7 separate regions of the Mus musculus genome follow, and regions 2, 3, 4, 5, 6 and 7 are each linked to region 1. A link is a contact called in public HiChIP or PLAC-seq, capture Hi-C and promoter capture Hi-C data. All regions are on one chromosome and are shown on one strand. Each heading gives the region's core, a stretch centred on a gene start, on an enhancer-like site or on the middle of the called end of the contact. The rest is flanking DNA. Distances are from core to core; before and after follow the strand shown. Region 1 holds the start of Lin52 (lin-52 homolog (C. elegans)). Region 2 holds the start of Nek9 (NIMA (never in mitosis gene a)-related expressed kinase 9). Region 3 holds the start of Zfyve1 (zinc finger, FYVE domain containing 1). Region 4 holds the start of Acyp1 (acylphosphatase 1, erythrocyte (common) type). Region 5 holds the start of Eif2b2 (eukaryotic translation initiation factor 2B, subunit 2 beta). Region 6 holds the start of Dlst (dihydrolipoamide S-succinyltransferase (E2 component of 2-oxo-glutarate complex)). Region 7 holds the start of Ylpm1 (YLP motif containing 1).

Evidence for each region. Promoter capture Hi-C pulls out the DNA fragments that hold promoters and counts their contacts. HiChIP or PLAC-seq counts read pairs in DNA pulled down with a chosen protein or histone mark. Capture Hi-C pulls out chosen DNA fragments and counts their contacts.
Region 2: a contact with region 1 is called in a promoter capture Hi-C map of liver, with 4 times the contacts expected there. The contact joins the promoter of Nek9 here to the promoter of Lin52 in region 1. A contact is called at or near these places in 4 of 39 promoter capture datasets (hippocampal neurons, liver and pre-B cells).
Region 3: a contact with region 1 is called in a FOXA1 HiChIP or PLAC-seq map of pancreatic cancer cells. The contact joins the promoter of Zfyve1 here to the promoter of Lin52 in region 1. A contact is called at or near these places in 1 of 39 promoter capture datasets (neutrophils), 1 of 484 Hi-C or Micro-C datasets (CD4 T cells) and 2 of 115 datasets of contacts at active chromatin or transcription factors (astrocytes and pancreatic cancer cells).
Region 4: an H3K4me3 HiChIP or PLAC-seq map of bone marrow-derived macrophages shows a contact between it and region 1, with 2.5 times the contacts expected there. The contact joins the promoter of Acyp1 here to the promoter of Lin52 in region 1. A contact is called at or near these places in 2 of 39 promoter capture datasets (both in liver) and 1 of 115 datasets of contacts at active chromatin or transcription factors (bone marrow-derived macrophages).
Region 5: an H3K4me3 HiChIP or PLAC-seq map of bone marrow-derived macrophages shows a contact between it and region 1, with 8 times the contacts expected there. The contact joins the promoter of Eif2b2 here to the promoter of Lin52 in region 1. A contact is called at or near these places in 2 of 39 promoter capture datasets (both in liver) and 2 of 115 datasets of contacts at active chromatin or transcription factors (bone marrow-derived macrophages and memory CD8 T cells).
Region 6: a contact with region 1 is called in a capture Hi-C map of macrophages, with 2.4 times the contacts expected there. The contact joins the promoter of Dlst here to the promoter of Lin52 in region 1. A contact is called at or near these places in 4 of 39 promoter capture datasets (fetal liver, liver and pre-B cells), 1 of 115 datasets of contacts at active chromatin or transcription factors (bone marrow-derived macrophages) and 2 of 9 other capture datasets (adipose tissue and macrophages).
Region 7: a promoter capture Hi-C map of neural stem cells shows a contact between it and region 1. The contact joins the promoter of Ylpm1 here to the promoter of Lin52 in region 1. A contact is called at or near these places in 8 of 39 promoter capture datasets (the C10 cell line, cranial neural crest, hematopoietic stem and progenitor cells and 4 more), 3 of 115 datasets of contacts at active chromatin or transcription factors (Th17 cells, astrocytes and pancreatic cancer cells) and 1 of 9 other capture datasets (liver).

The regions. Positions count from the first base shown.
Region 1 is chr12:84,450,127-84,452,967 of GRCm38.p6, forward strand. It overlaps Lin52 (lin-52 homolog (C. elegans)), which reads left to right and starts at 1,382. Exons shown (of 6, transcript NM_173756.4): 1 at 1,382-1,417. The coding sequence starts at 1,387. It overlaps Aldh6a1 (aldehyde dehydrogenase family 6, subfamily A1), which reads right to left and starts at 898. Exons shown (of 12, transcript NM_134042.3): 1 at 763-898. The coding sequence starts at 813.
Region 2 is chr12:85,337,916-85,340,756 of GRCm38.p6, forward strand. Nek9 (NIMA (never in mitosis gene a)-related expressed kinase 9) reads right to left here and starts at 1,447. Exons shown (of 22, transcript NM_145138.2): 1 at 1,088-1,447. The coding sequence starts at 1,306. It overlaps Tmed10 (transmembrane p24 trafficking protein 10), which reads right to left. Exons shown (of 5, transcript NM_026775.4): 5 at 2,699-2,841.
Region 3 is chr12:83,595,883-83,598,723 of GRCm38.p6, forward strand. It overlaps Zfyve1 (zinc finger, FYVE domain containing 1), which reads right to left and starts at 1,340. Exons shown (of 12, transcript NM_183154.4): 1 at 1,115-1,340.
Region 4 is chr12:85,278,995-85,281,835 of GRCm38.p6, forward strand. Acyp1 (acylphosphatase 1, erythrocyte (common) type) reads right to left here and starts at 1,441. Exons shown (of 3, transcript NM_025421.3): 1 at 1,316-1,441; 2 at 997-1,088. The coding sequence starts at 1,080. It also overlaps a transcript of Zc2hc1c not described here.
Region 5 is chr12:85,218,092-85,220,932 of GRCm38.p6, forward strand. It overlaps Eif2b2 (eukaryotic translation initiation factor 2B, subunit 2 beta), which reads left to right and starts at 1,390. Exons shown (of 8, transcript NM_145445.4): 1 at 1,390-1,633; 2 at 1,731-1,851; 3 at 2,006-2,154. The coding sequence starts at 1,471.
Region 6 is chr12:85,109,493-85,112,333 of GRCm38.p6, forward strand. It overlaps Dlst (dihydrolipoamide S-succinyltransferase (E2 component of 2-oxo-glutarate complex)), which reads left to right and starts at 1,341. Exons shown (of 15, transcript NM_030225.4): 1 at 1,341-1,467; 2 at 2,006-2,039. The coding sequence starts at 1,405. It also overlaps a transcript of Prox2 not described here.
Region 7 is chr12:84,994,862-84,997,702 of GRCm38.p6, forward strand. It overlaps Ylpm1 (YLP motif containing 1), which reads left to right and starts at 1,460. Exons shown (of 21, transcript NM_178363.4): 1 at 1,460-2,495. The coding sequence starts at 1,629.

The DNA.
Region 1 (2,841 bases), core at 132-2,631:
TCGGCACTTGAGAACTGATTTTCGGAAGGTGTCTTCCTAGGCTCTTATTTTCTACCACCTGTCTGGGGGAATGTTTAGTCTTTTGAATGAAGCAGTATTAGCAAAACCACATGCCCTTATTTACCTCCAAAAGTTTAACTTCGCTGAGAAAGTTTAACTTGGCCCAGGGCTTGGGAAAAACACTAAAAGCCAGAATGTTTGTGAAAACTAACAAATGGCTGCCTTTTTGATATGAAAACCTAGGGTACATGTCTAGGAGATTCAAAGTTCCTTCTCTGATCTTAGTTCCATGTCCTTAATGAGCTCCCATCCCCTCTTGCCTCACATAGAGGCTGGATGGGGGGAAGGGACGCTCCTGGCAAAGGAAAGTACTCTATGTACAGCGACCAAAAGGAGGAGTTTCTGGGGCACAGAGGTGGCTGGTACAGAGGTGAAAGAGAGACCGTGGGAGGAACCAAAAAAGAGAAAGCAAGCCAGCATGTGACAGCAAGGACTGAGCTGGACTGGAGGTGGGTGGGTCAAAGCTAAAAAAGAAAAGGCTCAGGAGTAAAGGGGAGTGGGGAGCAGGCGTGACCGTCCGGGGCTGAATCTCGGGGCCAGGCGGTACAGAGTGACAGCCCTGACGCACGGGTCTGGTGGAACACAAGGGGCTGCAAAGAAGGGGCTGGGCCAAGAAGTCTGTCCGGCAGAAGCATGGTTTAGAGACGGGGCGGAAAGGACCCATTTCTAACATCATGGTCCCTCGTCGCCACCCTCACTCGCCTGCAGGATCCGGGACCGCATTGCTGCCGCTGCCGCCACTGCCGCCGCCATGGCTCACCGACTCTGCCCAGCTCGCCTGCGTCTCGGCTGCCAGTGCCTCCCTTGAAGCAACACCGTTAAGCCACGCCCAGAACACGACCGAGCCTCTCCATTGGAGGGAAGGGCCACTTCCTATAACCAATCACTTGTCGGAATCTTTGACTCCACCCATCATTCCCACCCCTGGGAATAGGTGATTGGTCAAAGGTGGAAGCGTTCTGGGCTTCTCTCACTTTATCCTATTTTTGTTGGCGGAAATATGGAGACGCCCCCTCGACTTGGTACTGCATAGTAAGCACACAGGGAAGACGCCCCCTAACCGGGAACTCCGATTGGCTGTAGGTAGGCTCTCTAAGGTCCCGCCCCCTTGCTAAGGAAAGTAAATAAGGTCCTTGAAGAATTTTGCCTGCGTTCCACTTTAACCACTCCGTGGGTGGGGCTGCTGTCTGGGGTGGGACTAGGCAAATGTTACCCTATGAAGTAGGGAAACGAGACCGGGCTGTGAGCTAAGGATAGGTTATCCCTGCTAGGGGCGTGGCTTGCGGATCCTCGCTTTCCCGCCGACGGTTGGTTACGTCACGTGACATGGGCTGGAAGATGGCGTCTCCCACAGACGGTAAGAGCCGGCTTGGAGATTGTTGGCCTGTAGTATCATTATTTGCTTCTCTGGGAACTTCCTCTGTCCTCACCCTTACTCTTTTTTTCTTGCGCCCCTCTCCTTTCTCTCCCACTTTTCTCCTTTGGGGTATGCCGGCTTTTCAGCTAGCAGGTGCCTAGTACCAGGTCTCCTTGCTGTGTACTAGGAAGGAGTCCATCAACCGGAGTCCCTATGGGGGGAAAAAGGACAGAGGTCGCTCCGGCCCATCGGTGATGCTGAGGGTTCAAAAGGAGCTGCTGAGGGGAAAGGGAACTTTCTTTTTGAACAGGCCCATTGGAGTGTTGGTTCTGTTCTCATCTCAGTAGAGCTGGTACGTATGAGTCTCTCAAGCTCTATGGCTGTGAAGTGTGAGTGGTGACTGACATGAGGTCTAGGGTTCATTCCTCTACCGAGCCGGCAGAGAGAGAAGCTTGTCTCCTCAGTTCAGGTCCGTTGCCTTGGCAGCAGGAGGTGCGGGGACCTGGTTTCCTTGCCCTGAGTCCCGAGGGAGTGAAAATTCGGCTTGTTAATGTCGCTTCTCACGCTTCTCAACTCTTCCTTAACTCGTCACCCCTCTACTTTATGTGTTGTTTCCGTAGGCTGAGGGCAGGAGCAATTCTGCTTATTCTGTCTTCTAAGACGCAAGTCATCTCAGTAGACATATAGGTGTTCTTGATATACCCGTATGCTTTTGCTCGCGGTTTTGCTTTAATATTTGGAATTGCTCTTCTGTCATTATTCAGCATCTCAGTTTATATAGTTATTCTGTTAACTTTGCACTTTGCCCGGGCCACACCCAACTATAAATTCCAATTCTGTCTTATTTCATTAATTTAGTCCTAGGGTTTTTTTTTGGGGGGGGGTTGTTTGTTTATTTTTACTATTTATTTATTTATTTTGGTTTTTCGAGACAGGGTTTCTCTGTATAGCCCTGGCTGTCCTGGAACTCACTCTGTAGACCAGGCTGGCCTCGAACTCAGAAATCCGCCTGCCTCTGCCTCCCGAGTGCTGGGATTAAAGGCGTGCACTACCACTGCCCGGCTAATCCTAGGTTTTAGAATAATGCCTGTAAAGGATTTGGCTTTAAGTTAACGTTTATCCAAAAGTAAAACTGGCCTTGGTGTGTGACCTCTAATTCTAGCTTGGGAGATTGAGGCAGGAGGTTTGTTGCTTCAGGCTTGCCTAGGCTGTAGAGGGAATTGTAGGCAAATCGTGTCTAAAATAAAAAGTTGGTTTAGTTTGTTGGTTGTTTTGTTTTTGTTTTTGTTTTTCCTGAGACAAGGTTTCTTGTATAGTCCTGGCTGTCCTGAAACTTGCTCTATAGACAAGGCTGGCTTTGAACTCAGAGCTCTTCCTACCTCTGCCTCCCGAGGCGTGCACCACCATAACACAGCTTAAAATAA
Region 2 (2,841 bases), core at 197-2,696, 890 kb after region 1:
ACTAATGGGTTGGTTACTGGAATAGAAAAGAACACAAAGATATTTTCTTGCAACTACTTTTCTTCCATCTTTCATAGATATATGCTGGACGCTGGAGGTATGGCTCAGTAGTGGAATGCCTTCTGAGCACTGGCAAAGCCCGTTTTATCCCCAGCACAAAAAGTTCTGGCTGGGAGCAGACACTAGAATTGCAAGTGCATGAATCACCTTTTGCAACCTCAGCAAGTTCTCATTAAATGTTTACCCTAAAGCTAGAGTTTTAAGGCTGTGGTGATTAGACTCAAGTTATGGTTAACTTTTGGAGGTAGACTCACTACAGGGTTTTAAATCAGTACACATTCTTAATTTTGGATTCAGTAACTCATGGGTCTCTCCATTGTGACCTTATGCAAGAAGGTGGGAAAAATGACTTAGCTTCCTTGGGTTCTCAAAGAAAGGGGTCCTTGTTTCTCCAGACTCAACTCCACCAATAAAGTATTTGTCTTATACAATCACTGAAGGAAAAGCAAGAAAACAAACAAACAAACAATGATCTTTCTGGTGATCAAGGAAATCCTCCGAGTGATCATTTATGAAAAAAACAAAAACAAAAACAAGAAAACAAAGCCTACAGGGCTAGCAGTGTGTTGTAGCTGCCAGTGTGGCTATTTGGAAGTACACACCAACTCCCCATCCCGCCCTTCAACAGCTATACGAAAGGAAGTAAGCTTTTACAGACTGTTCCCAAAGAGCAAGTAAGCTTTTTATATTGTTCCCAATGTGCAAAGCACCTTCGTTTGGACCTCAAAATAACCTTTAAAAAAGTAAAGGTTTTTTTTTTGGGGGGGGGGGCGAGGTTGTTATCGCTAAGTCCAATTAACAAATGGGAAAACTAAAATGCAAAAGACCGCTCAATGACTCGCTCAGTGACAGCGGTGATTAAACCAATGTCCTACAGCAGGGGAAGCGAAAGCACGGTGGGGTTCCCGAGACCTAAACCCCAAGGGACGCCTGACCATAGAGGGCCAGGGGCAAGCAGCACTGGAAAGCGGGGCCGGGAAGGAGGGCGCGGGGAGGCCCGGCAGCGGCCGGAGCCGAGGGCCGCTACCTCGGTGCGGCGGTACAGCGTGGCCTCCCCAAAGGCACCGCGGCCCAGAACGCGGATGGGGATGTAGTGCAGCTCCTCCTGCTCCGCCGCCCCGCCGCCGGCTCGCGGCCCTGGGACAGCGCTGGGGCCCGGGCCCGAGTCCCCGCCACCCCCGGACTCGCTTCCGAAGTCCGAGTTGATGGAATCGCAGTGTCGCTCGTACTCGCCCAGCACCGACATGGCGGCGGAGGCCGCAGCTCGCCGGGAGCCGCCCGCGTATCCACGGCGGGCAGGGCCGGCCGCTTAGCGCCTCAATGGCCTCAGACGCCAGGCAGCGGCTTAGGTGGCCCCGCGGCCCAGGGAGCTTCCATGGTGGCTCCTGCCCCCTGACCCGGAAGCGGTTCTTAGTGTTTCCGGCTCGCCGAGGTTTTCCCTCCGCCTTTCGCGTGCCCACTTGTTGCAGATGCGTCCCGCACACCTTGGGCGTCGCTGGCCTTCACACCCGCGAGTGTCGTGGAAGCGGAAGAGTGACCACACGGCGGGTTTGCAGACCGCTTCCCTACAACCCCCTACCAGCTTTCCAGACTGCGTCACATTTTGGAGGTGGTCCAGGCTAATCCTGGCGACACGTTTGTCCCAGGAGCTGTGACTGTGTTAGCTGTCACTTGGCTTGTTGGGCAGGGCTCCTTTTTTTTTTTTTTTTTTTTTTTTTTTTTGTAGCGATAGTGTAGCAAAGATAATGGAGCAAGCTAAAACATTAGACTTCTGACAACTTTAACAATTCCTTCTTCCTTCCTCCTCCTCCTCCTCTCCTCCTCCTCCTCCTCTTCCTCCTCCTCCTCCTCTTCCTCCTCCTCCTTTTCCTCCTTTTCCTCCTTTTCCTTCTTCATTAAGTCTATAAAGTTGCAGGACTATGACCACCACAGGGTTGCCTAAGTTGGGACAATGCTAAAGGGTTTTGTTTTTCTTTTCTTTTCTTTTTTTTTTTTTTTTTAATGATATTATGGCCCCAGATCCTCAGAGCGCCATGAAAACAATGTTTATGTGTCTGTTGGGGGTGGGGTGGGGATTGTTTTAGGTGATACAGCTAGTTAGGAGGAACTTGAGAGGCAAACCCTGCAGTCTGGCCCCAGAATTAGGAAAGGGCAGGGCGTGATGAAACTAAGGTTATGGGACTGGCGCCATTACACTTGTTGGGCAGAAGCAGGAAGTACACTTTGTATGTTGTACAGTTTGGTGTTTCCTGTGGACAGTGGGAAACTAAAGCAAAGGAGTAGGTGATTAGGGCTCTGTTTTGTGTGTGTGTGTGTGTGTGTGTGTGTGTGTGTGTGTGTGTGTGTGTGCCGATTGAATTCAAGTTGCCTGATTTGCATGGCAAAACCTTTATCCACAGAGCCATCTTACTGGCTCTCAAAGCTCTAGCCTTCTGAGGAAATCTGCTCAAGATTTCTTTCATTAGCATAATGATTAAAACATCCTTTTGCTTAAGTGCCCTGCAGTAAATCAGTGACTTTTTTTTTCTTTAATTTATCTGTTTTCACTCCCTGTGCTTTAAAAAACAACAATTATAGAGGAATCCTTGCTCACCCAGACAAAGGGGCACTAAAGATTAACAGACAAATACACCTCAAATGGTTTCTGCTAGCTTTTATTTGTGAAAGTTTACACAAACATCTCCAACAGGTGAGCCTGTATAAATCCCACATGCCTCTTCCCATTAACAAACAGAAGATGGCTCTGATGGGGGTTCATGACAATGGTAAGGAACAAGGTTT
Region 3 (2,841 bases), core at 90-2,589, 850 kb before region 1:
ATGCTCTTCTCATTTCATTAAGCTCTGATTCAAAATCACTAAACAGACAGCTTTTAGGAGGCTAAGCCCTCTGCACCTGCTCCTTATATATGAGAAATGGAAAAGGAGGTCTGTAAAAAGCTAAGAAAAATATTGTAACAATAAATTCACACCACCCTCAAAGACCTCTACAAACCCAATTATCCTTATAAAATGGACTCTCTCAGCTCTAGTCGAGCAAAGGTCTAGTAAGGACTCTAAAATTGACAACAATAGTCCCAACTTCATTTTCAAAAACAGTAAGACAACTACTGAGCTTCCTCCTGTGCCTCCTCTCTACAGAGGAAGAGAACCGGCAGCAACAGGAGGCAGAATTCCAGCACTTAGGCGCACAGTAGAGCCAGGCCCTACAGTGAGTCAAAACAACTCATTTTCTCTTGTCACTCAAACACTTAAAACAAAACAAACCAAGTCAAAAACTTGGGAAGACAGGAAAGGGGGTTTTGGGTCACTAACGTAACTACACTCCTAATTCTCCCTACCTTTGCCTCCTATTCCAAGAGCACAACCAAGTGTAAAGTCCTCCTTTCAGATATTCACTCCTCCCTTTCAGTAGCCAATCTATCCATCTGATCTTCAGATAAACAAGGCAAGGGAGTAACCAGGGGACCTTATTTTCACCTTAACCTCAGACGTGTCCAGTCAGCTCCCAAAAGGGAAACAAAAATCAAAACTTGTCACTACTAAGAAAAACAGAAAACCAACCTTCAAAAGAACAGCTGACCCTCACCACCACCAGGCCAAGCAAACAATATGCCACTCGGAGCAAACCCCCCCCCCCCAAACCTCGACGCCTCTCTCCAATCCAGGGTCCCTCACCCACCTTGCTCCCGGACACCACCACCACAACCCAAGGGGTGGCAGCGGAGACGAAGAACAAAGAAGGCCCCCCAAATTTCACACAAACCCGCACATCCCGGAGCCGAATCCATTGTTTATGCCACCCCACCCCCACTCGAGCCGCACCCGTCCCCCCTTCCTCCTAGGAGCGACTGGAGGGAGCCCCGGGACCAGCACTCGCCCGGGGCTGGGCCAAGGCGCCCCCGCCCTCTCCGCCGCGGCCCACAGAGCCCACCCGGAGCAGTTCGGCCAAGGCAAGGCGGTGTGGGGGACGCGGATTGCCGACAGGACCCGGGCTGCTCTAGGGCCCCGGCGGATCCATCCTCAGCTCCATCTCCGCCCCCTCCTCCTCTGCTGCCTCCCAGGCTTCCTCCTCTCTTGTTGTCAGTTGGAATCAGCTGATCAGAGTGAACTTCTCCCAGCTCAGACCAACAGGAAGGCATGAACAGCGCAGCCCAGCTAGGGAGGAGCGGCCAGGGGCGGAGCGCGACGACGGGGAGCGGGAAGGGCGCTTGCGGCCTTTTGGGAGTTGTAGTTTTGGGGGGATTGTCGTTCTGCCCTACAGCCCTGAAATACAAGCTCCACATGACTACAATTCCCGATGGAAGCATCGTCGTTGCGAATAGGCGGGACAGACAAGCCTGAAAGCATTTCGGGACTTAGAGTCTCGGCCGGGGCTGAGGTTTTTGCAGGTTGCAGCGACTAGTTTAGGGCAGTGGCCCGGGAAGGAGTATTGTAAATTAAACAAAAGATATGATGTTCTATATAACCAGGAAATGGCACGGCACATTATTATTGTACATCTTTCCTTCAGAAATGCTCAAAGTGGAAAAATACCAGTAAACATTGAGAGGATATTACTATGCTTGAGGCTGTTTTGTTTTCCCTTCAAAGTTAATCAACTGTTAATTTTGTTCCAGCCTTATTCCTTTTCTGCCTTTTTCCATACATAGACATCATAACTTCTAATTTTTATATTGTGCAGAATAGTTACAGTACACACTCCAATAAAATTTAAGATAACAGTGTCTGTAATACTATTGTCTGATTTTTTTAATAATAGCTTTATATTTGTTTAGTACTTTCACTTTTTTCTCATTTATTTCTTGAGACAATATTGAGAGAAAATACAATGCATGGAAAAGATACTGGTCTGTAATGCCTAGGAAAACTAACTACATAGGTTGGTAGGGTAAATCACTCAGTCCTTCCATAAAATAAAGGAATTTTGCTGTGTAATTTCTGATGGCTCTGCCAATCTTAACATATGATTTTTATCTTGATAATGGTTAACCTGAGAGAGAAAACTAAGGTTAGGTTACTTGCCAAGGTACACAGCAAATTATTGACAACACTGGATAAGACCTCATCTTCTGATTCAAGAGGACACTCATAGATCTCAGGACATAATTAGATCAATAGTTAAGCCAAATCTACAAAATAGTGAATGAGCTATGTATACGGATTATATTGCTGAAAATTAACTCTTCATGACACAGAGCCAACAGCGGCAAACCTGGATGAACTTTTTATTTTTTTACCTGTACCACATCACCAACCAGGATAATAAGAACTAAGCCATCTACAATCACATTAAAAAGTGTTTACCAGAAATAAGATGGTGTATGGAGAAGAAGGGATTTTATAAAAGTTAAGCTAACAAGTTTTAAATAAGCCTGAGGTTGGTTGGCATGACAAAGGTTTTATCCCTAAGACTGCCTCTGTGGCTGTGTGTAGCTTTGCCAGATTATTTCATAACCTTGCTTATAAAGTAAATATATTGGTCTATGTGTGTCCCTCAAAAGAGATTGGCTGTCTGGCATACACAAGGCCCTGGGTTTGAGCCCCAGCACCATAAAAAATGGGGGTTTGATAGGAACAAACATTTAGCATTTTAAGTTTTATTTTGTGTGTGTGCATATGGGTGCTGGTACATATGCACATGAGTCAAGGGTGTGTTTA
Region 4 (2,841 bases), core at 191-2,690, 830 kb after region 1:
CCCTGGAATCTACATGGTAGGGGAGAACGGACTCCCGTAACTGGTCCTCAGACTTCAACACGCGTATGCATACATGGGTATGCAGGATCCTGGCCACCAGGGGCTGGTGAAGGGGAAGACAGGAGCTGGTGGGTAGAGCTTCAGCCTTTTGAGATAAAGAAGGAAGTGTATGTGTGAGGGGTTGGTTCTTCAACTGTTCCTTGGTGATAAGACAAGGATGTATGAACGTACTTAAGGTTGCTGAATTGTGTGTTTTCAAATGGTTAAAATAGTAAGGTTTTCAGTACATATATTCTACCGTGATTTAACAAAAACGTGCTACTCCAGATAATTTGGAATATTATCTTCCAAATGGAATTATAGCTAATAACAGTTCTCTTTCTGTTACTTATTTGTACTTTAGTTCTATGGTGACTGAAGAACATGACTTGTATGACTTGAGGTGTTTTAAATACTTTATACCTGAACTAAAACAATGAAACTCCTCAAGGAGGTACACTCTGTCACATCCATCAGGATGGCCATAGTGAGCAGAAAGGCAACTCTGCTGAAGGGAAATTGAGATTGCCCTTGTGCACTGGAGAGATTAGTGATGGGGAAACAGGGGTAGAGGATGCCAAGTTTGCTGTTAGCTGGTACAGTGCAGCTTGCTTAGCATGCCAATGTCCCTGAGTCCCATGATGGGAAGAAAAACAAAACAAAACAAAACAAAACAAAACTGAGGTGTTGAGAGGAAGTTGGAGGAATAAACTTGTAGGTATGATGGGCGATTATGTAAGTTACTCTGTGATCGGCCTACCTAATGCCACCTCTCTATCTTGATGGCAGCTTTTTAGAGGCGACTTAGCTTGGTGACAGTACAACAGGGTGCGCTAGCGGTATTCTCCGTCAGGAGAGTGTCCAGGTGCTCCCTTCCCACTCTCCCAGTTCCCATTGGTCAGAACCAGGCCTCCTGTCCATCACTTAGTGATGCGCCCCGACACTTAAGCCACATACCTGAGTGTACTTGCGGAAAAACACCCCTTGAACCTTTCCAAAAATTTCGTAATCCACTGAGACCAAGGTGTCCCCTTCTGCCATGCTCAAACCTGTCAGAGACAGCAAGGTGAGACATCGTCCTAAGAAAGGGCTGCACCCGCCCTCCAATACCATGGGGGCCTCTCCGGAACCTCAGGGTCCCGGAACTGCAAGGAGTAAGTGGATGTAAACGCAAGCCCCTGGTCGGGGAGCCTTCGCCTGCTCATCCCGCTGCCCTTGCAGCCCTGAAGCCGCCATCCATCCTATCCCCATGCGGCCCGAAATCCCCTCCACTGACACTTGGATGATCCGAGCGGCGGAAGCTCGAGTTTCTGGGGCTTCCCCAGGAGCCGCTGAACAGCCCCGAAGACCTTCAGATCAACCGCCCGAGCCGTGTTAACCGCCACTTCCGGAAGTTTAGAGCTCGGCTTCTCCAACGCTGCCCTGCACGCCCATCACCGCGATTTAACCAATCAGAGGTGGCTCCTTGTTCAAGAACCCGCCCAAGGGTGGGGCTTCAGGACAAGTGGGTCACGTTTTGGAGAGATCCTGGGATTAATTTTTTTAAGTGGAGAGTCCGGTTTTGCATACAATGACCAACCTGTACCACACTTCTGCCACTAAGTGTACCCCTCTTGTCATTTCCCCGTGGGTAAAGAAAGTCATAGACAAAACACTTAATATGTCCACTCACCCTACTGGGTGCCTAGGGCTGTTAGCACAGTCAGTGACTAATAGAATCTGGCCTGCCCTTTTTTTTTTTTTTTCCCTTCTTTCAGTTCTCTTCCAATTCTGGGACATGCATAATTTGGACTTGGTAGCAAAAGACAATAAATGCACACGACATCACGGTGAAGTCATTCTATCTGGGGTTTTGGAAGCTGCTATCCAGAGTCTACCTTAGGTAAAAAAAAAAAAAAAAAAAAAAAAAAAAAAAAAAAATTGATAAATAAATAATAAAGCACAGGCAAGTTATTCATGGCTCAGGAATCTCAATAGAATCAATAAATCTGAGCAAAATAACCAAATTGCATGCATTTGCTTTTAGAGAAAGAGAATTACTAAGGTGTTTTTAGATGAGGACTGCTAAAATGAGATTTGATTTGTATGCATTGGAATTCAGCTACCCTTAGGATCGAGAATGTGTATGAAGCAAATTGTGTGTGGAGTTTATTGTCCCTTCTTCGACTGCTTGTCTGTATCATATCATTTCCTAACACCGGGCCCCATGTGGTAATATGTCAGGCTGGCAGACTTGGCAAGGTGAGATAGTTAGCAGTGGTAGCTATGGAAATCTATCATTACACCAGTTCCCCCTGTAACAAAGTCAGAAAGCCTCCCTGCTGGGAGGAGGAGGAGCAGTACTGAATGGTGTCCTTGGCGATATTTGAAAACAACACTAAACATTGTGTTTGACTGATGCAATTTCTCTAAAATTCAATTAAAGTGAGTTTCTCTATAGATTCCAGACCCACTGAGTAGTGTAATGGATGGAACACCATATGGTGTACAAGACGGATGATATAATCGTTGCCCTCAAAGATTTCTTTATCGTAGCTGTGCATGCACAGAACGGACAAGATCATGTGCAACGTGGTAATTCATTTCACTCACTCTGAGAGCTCACCACGAACCAGCCCAACATTATAACAGAAACAGAACGTGTTAGGGAGAAGCAGAGAGATTAATTCTGATGGGAAGGGCTGAGAAAGAGCTTGTGGAGGAGACAGTATCCTTCCAAAGTTCCAGAATCCAACCAGAATGTGATGGATTTAGTTTCAGGCAGCCAGTCCAAAGTCCACTCCTAAGAATACTTTGACTCTC
Region 5 (2,841 bases), core at 140-2,639, 770 kb after region 1:
GCCCCACTGGCTGTAGCACTTGGGAGAGCTGGCCCTGCACGTTGCCTGGGCAACACAGTAGAGTCGGCCCTGAAAGCAAAGATACAGGTGAGCCAGACCCCAGCAAATTAAACAATATGCTATTTAGAGATTGCAAATATTTACTTTTTAATGTACTGCTGCATTCTATTTTTCTAGTAATTTATTAGGTTTTTCTTTTTGTTTTGCTAATGACAGGTACAGTTTTCCTGTACTATCTTTATATGATTTTGATACCGATCTAATCCCTCTGAAGACAATTTATCAGCTGTAAGGAAAGTCTTAAAAGTCTGGAAGATTCACTTTTGAGACATTTATCTTATATTTTTGGTTGTGAGCCTAGCCTTTAATGGCTGAGCCATCTCGCCAGCCCAAGACGTTTATCTTAAATAAATAAGAGATTCTAATTCCGTTTGGGTTCAGGGGACCCAGGATAAGCACAGCCTTTTTACCTCCCTAACTGCTTCAATACCGTGAATCTCTTTCTCAGTTTGTAAAGCCGGGGGAGGAGAACCTACCTCATGTAGCTGTATGACAGTAAGAACTTACAGCACTCAATACCTAGTAAGTGTCGGGTCAATGGAAGGACTTATTACATTGCATGTACTCGCCGGCCTCCAAATTGCAGGACAGCATTCTTGGTGTCCTATTAGCTTCTACTTTGTTTGTTTGTTATTTCGAGACAGGGTTTCTCTGAATAGCCCTGGCTGTCCTGGAACTAACTTCGTAGACCAGTCTGGCCTCAAACTTAGAAATCCACCTGCCTCTGCCTCCCAAGTGCTGGGATCAAAGGCGTGCGCCACCACAGCCCGGCTAGCTTCTACTTTGAATCTCTTTCATTAGTGACATTCCTTAGGGCTTTCGAGGCCGAGGATATAAAAAAGCAAACAACAACGTAAGAGCTAGGAATAGGAATGGTGGTACCACTTGCCTAGCACCTGTGAGATCCTACGTTCAATTCCTTGCACCGAGCGGGGAAAAGAAAGATAAAGTCGGTGGGGAATGGAACCCATTGGAAAAGGTGAACATGTTCAACCCGCGTTGCAGCAGCACTTTTCTGGGCGTCTCGAGCCCTGGACTCGCACTCATGGAGGCGTCTGCCAAGCATCAGGCAGCGATGGAGCCAGGAAGGAGGAAAGCCACTTCTGCTGGTCGCAGGGCGGGAGAGCCGCTCGCTGTTCCCATAGCAACCAGACTGGCCAGCGTCCTCCGGGCCTCCCGGCTCGGCGCGCAGACTCCCAAGGGGACCCTTCCAGCCGTCACTTCCCGGCGGTGCGCCCAGCTCCGCCCTAACACGTTTCTGATTGGCCTCAGCAGAGGGAGGGGCGGGCTTACAACTCCACGAACTCAATTATGTTTCACCGAGCGGAAGTTGACCTCTCTCGGCCCGGAAGTGAAACAGTGCTTTGGCAATTGAGGCTTCTGTAAGTGAGTCCCGGGACGGTGTTGGAAATGCCGGGTGCCGCGGCGAAGGGCTCGGAGTTGTCCGAGAGGATCGAAGGCTTCGTGGAGACTCTGAAGCGAGGTGGCGGGCAGCGCAGCTCGGAGGACATGGCTCGGGAGACCCTGGGGCTGCTGCGCCGGCTTATCACGGACCACCACTGGAACAACGCGGGTGCGGCAACTCATCCTCGTTCTTGTTCTATTCCTGAAGCTGATATTCACTTTCACCGCGCGCCTGCCCCGTTCACTCGGTCTCTCTTGGGTTTCAGGGGACCTTATGGATTTGATCCGCAGAGAGGGCAGGAGGATGACGGCTGCGCAGCCCTCCGAGACCACCGTGGGAAATATGGTGCGGAGAGTCCTCAAGATCATCCGGGAGGAGTATGGCAGGTCAAACTCACAGCTTGGGTGGGCTCCTGGTGGGACCAAGGGGTGCTGGCTTTTGGTTGTTAAACCGTGCCACCTATCAGCTTGAAGCCTCTGTTGTGGCTGAGCTGCTCCCGTTGCCCCAGTGATCACTCTTTGGGTCTTGTTGCCTCCATAGACTGCACGGGCGCAGTGACGAGAGCGATCAGCAGGAGTCCCTGCACAAACTCTTGACATCCGGAGGCCTGAGCGAGGATTTCAGCTTCCATTTTGCCCCACTTAAGGCCAACATCATTGAGGCGATTAATGAGCTGCTGGTGGAACTGGGTAAGAGATCTGATCACTAAGTGGACAAGTTAGGTCGCAGGCAAGTGAAACAGTCCCCTAGAAATTGTGCATTGACAGGGATAGGCGAGATCACCAGTCTTCTGGTTTGAACACCCATTTGGTAGGAGTGGATGGAAAACACCAAGCTTATAGTAACTGCATCTTTCAAGACAGACCTGCTCTTTAACAGTATATTAAGCGAGAGATTTCTTTTAGGGGAAGTTATTTTATTTTATTTTATTTTATAGCAAATGAACTTGCTGGGGATGTAGCTCAGTGGAAGAGTGCCTTACTTGAGGCTCTGGGTTTCATTCCCAGTGCTGCAAAAAACAGAAAACGAGTTCCCCAAAGCCGCATTTGGAAGTTTCTTTTTCACTAAACTTCATCTTGACTTCAAAAAATGTTTACTATTAGTGGTGTGTGTATGTGTGTGTGTGTGTGTGGGTCACAGGGCAACTTTGTAGAATTTGCGCATCCCCCTTTATGTGGGTTCCAGGGATGGAGGGCAGGTTTCCAGGTTTGCCCATCAAGCACATTTACCCACTAAGCCATCATGCCCACCCCTTTGAGGTATTTATATACATACCGCCTCCATCCTCACTTGCAGATTTTTGTTACAGTCTGTTCTTCAGAGATTTAACACTGGGTACTGGGGATGGAGAGATGGACGGCTCAGCGATTAAGCTG
Region 6 (2,841 bases), core at 91-2,590, 660 kb after region 1:
TAATTAGGTGCTTGGGCTAGCTGAGGAGTTTGGGCTGTATAGACAGGCAGGCAGTAGCAACTGGAAGAATTTAAGCAGGGGAGTGGCAGGATTAACTCTACACTAACAAAGGATCTTTGACAGAGGTGTGAAGGCGGAGTGGAGAGAGTGAAAGTGGAGTCTTAGACCTGCTACAAGGAAGCTTTGAAGGAAACAGATGAAGGGCATTACAGGCTCAATAGTGAGGGCAGCTGGGACAGATGATGTCTCTCTTTCTAATCAGGGCTTCTGCCCAAGGCTCAGAGATTCCAATGCCATTGGATCCAGGGTTTGGTGAGCAGAGGCTTTGTGAAGGTTTTGAAAATTAGGCAAAATAACTCAAAAAAAAAAAATCAAAGGCACTACGTGGTTCATTTATTCATTCAGACATTAATTTGATATTTATTCAGCTGAGCTCATGGAATACTATTTCTGTTAGGAAGCCAGGGTTAAAGGCCTAGGGATTTAAGAGCGAGCAAGTAAGCAGGGTAAGGGTGGCAAGCGCTTTCAATGTAAGGCAATGGGCAGAATGGTATACACAAAGCTGCGGGGGGAGGGGGCGCAGGAAGCCTACAAGCGTTTCTACAACCTCTGCCAATGGGGCATGACATTGAACAAAAGTGTAACCCCCATAAGATTAGTATGTCACATTCCCAGAGTTGGGTAGCAAATAACTTCCAGAGTTCACAAGCTGGGTGGAGCACAGTTAGCTTGGCTGGAGAGTTTGCTCAGGGGCGGGAGAAGATCAGGAGCTAAAGCACAGTGGGGCTAGTTGGTGAAGTCTTACAGGTCCTTTAATACAGTTCCTCTTGTAGTGATCCCGGGCCATAAGATTATTTTGTTGCTACTTCATAACTGTAAATTTGCTACTGTTGTGAGTTGTAATGTAATTATCCGGTATGCTAGATATCTGATATGTGATCCCACTGAAAGGGTCGTTGGACCCTCCAAAGGATCGCGACCCACCTGCCCAAGTCCACATAAGCCTAATCACCGGCCTGAGATCTAAGTTCCTAGCCATTTCCCTCTCTTCCTAGAATGCAGAGGCAGAAAGGCTAGGTTTGGGGGCAGCAGAAAACGGCGCCAAACAGAACCAGCTCTGAGGAAAGGCAGGGAAGGCTTGAACCCGGGGGCGCTCCGGTGGCCGGATGGTTGTCCTCGAAGAATACTAACCCAAGTTGGCCTTCTCTTGACAGCGCCACAGATGCCCCGCGCTGGGACCGCTAAGGATGCGAGCCCGGCTCACACCGCCCGGCACCCAGCACGGTTAGTGGTTCGCTCCGAACACCCCTCGCCGCTTGGCTGGTGCCGCGGCCGGTCTCACTTCCGGTTGCTGCCGGGCCCTGTATCCGGTGTCCGCCCGCCCTCCATCCCGCTGCCTCCGCGATGCTGTCCCGGTCACGCTGCGTGTCCCGGGCGTTCAGCCGCTCGCTTTCTGCCTTCCAGAAGGTACTGTCTGGCGGGGCCCGGGCTCCGATGGGTGCCGAACATGGCTGTGGGCGGACGGGCAGGCCGAAGGGCAGGGACGCTGTGTGCTGGCCAGGCCGGCCACCAAGGGCACCGGGACGCGGTGGCTGCCGACGCCCGCGGAGCCGCCCAGCCGCGTGTACGGAGCCCCGGAGCCCCTGTCCTCTCCCAGGCAGCCCGCGCCGGCCGTTTTCCCGCTGTCCCGAACCCTTTGCTCCGGGGCTGGGAGCCGCGCCCGCAGCGACATTGACTTAGAGTTAAGAGAGGAGGCACGGCCCCCAACCGTATTCCGCGGCCTGTCTCTTCGCGGTCTCCAAACTAGCGCCTGGCAGGCTCAGGGGAGGATGACAGAGTTTGGCCGACTCGGTGTTTTGCGTCTACTTTCGGAGTTAAGAGCACGATAAACGTGTCATTACCTGTCAGCAGCACGATAAACGTGCCCTTAAAAAAAATGTTTGTTTGTTTTTTTCCCCCCTCTTTTCATTTTGGGTGACGTCGATAATGTCTTCTTTCTCAACAGGGGAACTGCCCTCTAGGGAGACGTTCCCTGCCTGGTAAGTTCTGCCCTTGCGGTCACCTAAAATGCACTTCTCGTGGGCAGAGCAGCATGGGAGGAAATCTGATGTTTCTTCTCATGGTATTTAAAGACAATGAATTCAGAGAGATGCGAAGCAAAAGACTCCCTTAAGTATAACTGCTGTCATGTACTCACCCGGCGCATCCTTACTGGGTTTTGTTCAGCTTTTTGTGGTGCTGAGGATAGAAGCTAGGGCATGGGAGGCAAGCACTTAACCACTGAGCAACACCAGCGGCCCACGGTTACTGAATTTACACTGTCAGGGCACTGTGCTAGATGCTCGTTAGAAATACAACAATGCAAAAAGTCTTGTCCTCCAGGAGCCTGAGGCGTAAGGGAAAGGCATGGTGTAAATTGCTGATCATCAATCATCTAAGTGTTTGGAAACATGGACAGAACAGGTTTAAATAGGTGACATTAAAGTTGTGGCTTGCAGGATGTGACAGTCAGTGAAGAGAAGAAGAAGAGAGAGAAAGAAAGGGGTAGAATGCATGAAGTCAGTGAAGAAGGAAACAGGTGTGGCATTCTTTTGGAATTGGAAACAAAGTGACTGGTCAGAAGCCATTAGTTAAAGGAAACAGTATCTCGAGGAAGATGATGGTGTAGAGGCTTTCGGAAGTTTAGATATTTTTTCCCTTAAATTTATTTTTCTTTATGTGTACTGTGTACACACTTGGCATTCTGTGCCCACGGAGGCCAGAAGAGGTGTGGGATCCCCTGTAATTGGAGTTGCAGGTTGGTTGGGAAATGCCCGGTGCCTGGGTCTCTGCAAGAGCAGT
Region 7 (2,841 bases), core at 210-2,709, 540 kb after region 1:
CTGGATGTTAGCCTCTGAACCTGTAACCCAGCCCCAGTTAAATGTTTTTTTATAAGAGTTGCCTTGGTCATGGTGTCTGTTCACAGCAGAAAAACCCTAACTAATACAACTTATGACATGCAATTTTATGTATTTCTATGCTGCTTCAATAAGACACTGAAAGAAGGAATCCCTAGCCCCGCATCTACTACTCATAGTTACCCAAGACAGGTAATGATCTGGTTGCTAGGAAAAAAGAGCAAGGTCACATCTTCAAATTGACATGCTGATACAGTTAAGAGTCTTCAAATTAAGCATGGTTTTTCTCTCCCCTTCCTTCCTTCTTTCCTTCCTTCTGTCCTTCCTTTCCCAGAATTCAGTGTACTACTTCTGATGTTCAGTAATCACCCAAACCAATGGAAGTCTTTAATATTTTGCTGCTAGGGTTCAGGAAATCAGCTTTTAAGTTACCCTTCTCTGACTTTTCTTAGGTTTTTTTTTTTTTTTTTTTTTTTTTTTTTTTTTGGGTTTTCGAGACAGGGTTTCTCTGTATAGCACTGGCTGTCCTGGAACTCACTTTGTAGGCCAGGCTAGCCTCGAAATCAGAAATCTGCCTGCCTCTGCCTCCCGAGTGCGGGATTAAAGGCGTTCACCACCATGCCCGGCTGACTTTTCTTAGGTTTAAGGATTCTCCAACAGGGACATCGTCCGAGTTAAAACCTGGGTTTGATGGTACTTGGAAGGCAGAGGCAGGAAGATCTCTGTGAGTTCAAGGCCAGCCTGGTCACAAAGCGAGTTCCAGGACAGCCAGGGGGTTCATACAGAAAAACCCTGTCTTGAAAAAGCAAAAAAATTTTAAGGGTGGTGGGGTGGGTGGTGGGTGGGGAGGAAACCAATCTAAACAATTCAATTCCTTTTACAGTACCTGTAGGAAAGAATCAGGGCCATTTTCACTTTCCTTCTCCAGAATCCATTTTTCATTCTTCCTATCATTGTCCCCTGTCAGGCTGTGGGTTGACTGAGTTAAATCAGTTTAACTTGGAAGAACTGTCATTTTTACAAAGCTCCCTCTTTTTTACTTAGGACTATGGTAAGCCTCTTCGTGAGTTCAAGTTTAATTTTTATTCTCAGGTAGGATTCTGCAGTTTTCTTCATATAATGTCTAGATTTTTCTTAGTAGAGTTATTACTTGTTTTATGTTCTTGTTGCTACTGTGAATGGAATCTTTCCTCCCCCCTCCCCACCCCCCCATTCAAAACTAAACCCATAGGGCGTTAGGATCTCTATCACTCCTTTCGGCTGTGAGACTCTATGGTTTTCTTGGTTCTATGACAACATTCTATTACCGCCTACATTTTCCGAACCCGAAGGAAGGCGGCAACAGCGAGTACCTGCGCCAAGGTTCCCTCTATCTGGCCTTTGTTCTCCGCTCGATGGTACTGCGCATGCGTAGTTGCCTCAGCACGGTCCCCGCCTTCCCGACCGCGGGCCCAGCTCCGTAGCGCCGGCGCACTGGCGCGCTCCGTTCACACGCTCCGCGGCCTGTAAGGCACCGCGAGTTCCGGCTGTCGCCGTCACCGCCGCGGCTCCTGGAGGTCGGTTGCGACGAGTAACGGCGCCGGGACGAGCCCCGCGCCTTCGTTTCCTATATGTATCCGAATTGGGGCCGGTATGGCGGGAGCAGCCACTATCCGCCGCCGCCGGTGCCGCCGCCGCCGCCACCGGTGGCGCTTCCCGAGGCCTCGCCGGGGCCCGGGTACTCCAGTTCGACGGCTCCCGCGGCCCCTTCCTCTTCAGGCTTCATGAGCTTCCGAGAGCAACACTTGGCGCAGCTCCAGCAGCTGCAGCAGATGCACCAGAAGCAAATGCAGTGCGTGCTCCAACCCCACCATCTTCCTCCGCCCCCGCTGCCACCCCCGCCGGTGATGCCCGGGGGCGGCTACGGAGACTGGCAGCCGCCTCCGCCACCGATGCCCCCGCCACCTGGACCAGCCCTCAGTTATCAGAAGCAGCAGCAGTACAAACACCAGATGATCCACCACCAACGAGATGGGCCTCCGGGTTTGGTTCCAATGGAGCTGGAGTCCCCTCCTGAATCTCCCCCTGTACCTCCAGGATCCTACATGCCCCCATCCCAGTCGTACATGCCTCCACCTCAGCCACCACCCTCGTACTATCCCCCTTCCTCCGCTCAGCCCTACCTGCCTCCTGCTCAGCCATCCCCTTCACAGTCTCCACCTTCCCAGTCCTATCTGGCGCCCACTCCTTCTTATTCTTCCTCGTCCTCCTCACAATCATATTTGAGCCATTCCCAGCCCTACTTACCCCCTTCTCAGGCCTCTCCTTCCCGCTCCTCCCAGGGCCCTTCTAAACCCCAGCTACCACCACCACCGTCCATCCCTTCTGGGAATAAAACAGCTATCCAGCAAGAGCCTTTGGAGAGTGGGGCCAAGAACAAGACTGCTGAACAGAAGCAAGCTGCTCCTGAACCAGATCCCTCTACAATGACTCCACAGGTAAGCACTGTGTCACATCTTTCATTTAGGCTTTACGTGAGCAGGTCTTGGGCTTTAACCAGCTAATGCCTATCGTAATTCCAACAGCCAACGACTAGCCCATTCATACTCCAAAGATCCCCTAAGAGTCAGCCCTGAAAGCCAGGTTTTAAATTGACCATAGATTACCAAAAGAAGAGTAAAGATAAGACTAGGCACTTGAAGTTGTAGTAGGTTGGCACTAGATTTATTTCTCAAATGTATGCCTTAGTTTTCTTTGACCAGCATTCAGTATTTATTGTTGCACAGAGCTTTGTTTTAATTTTTTTTTAAACTAAGATTTTCATGGGGAGGCAGTATAAAAGAA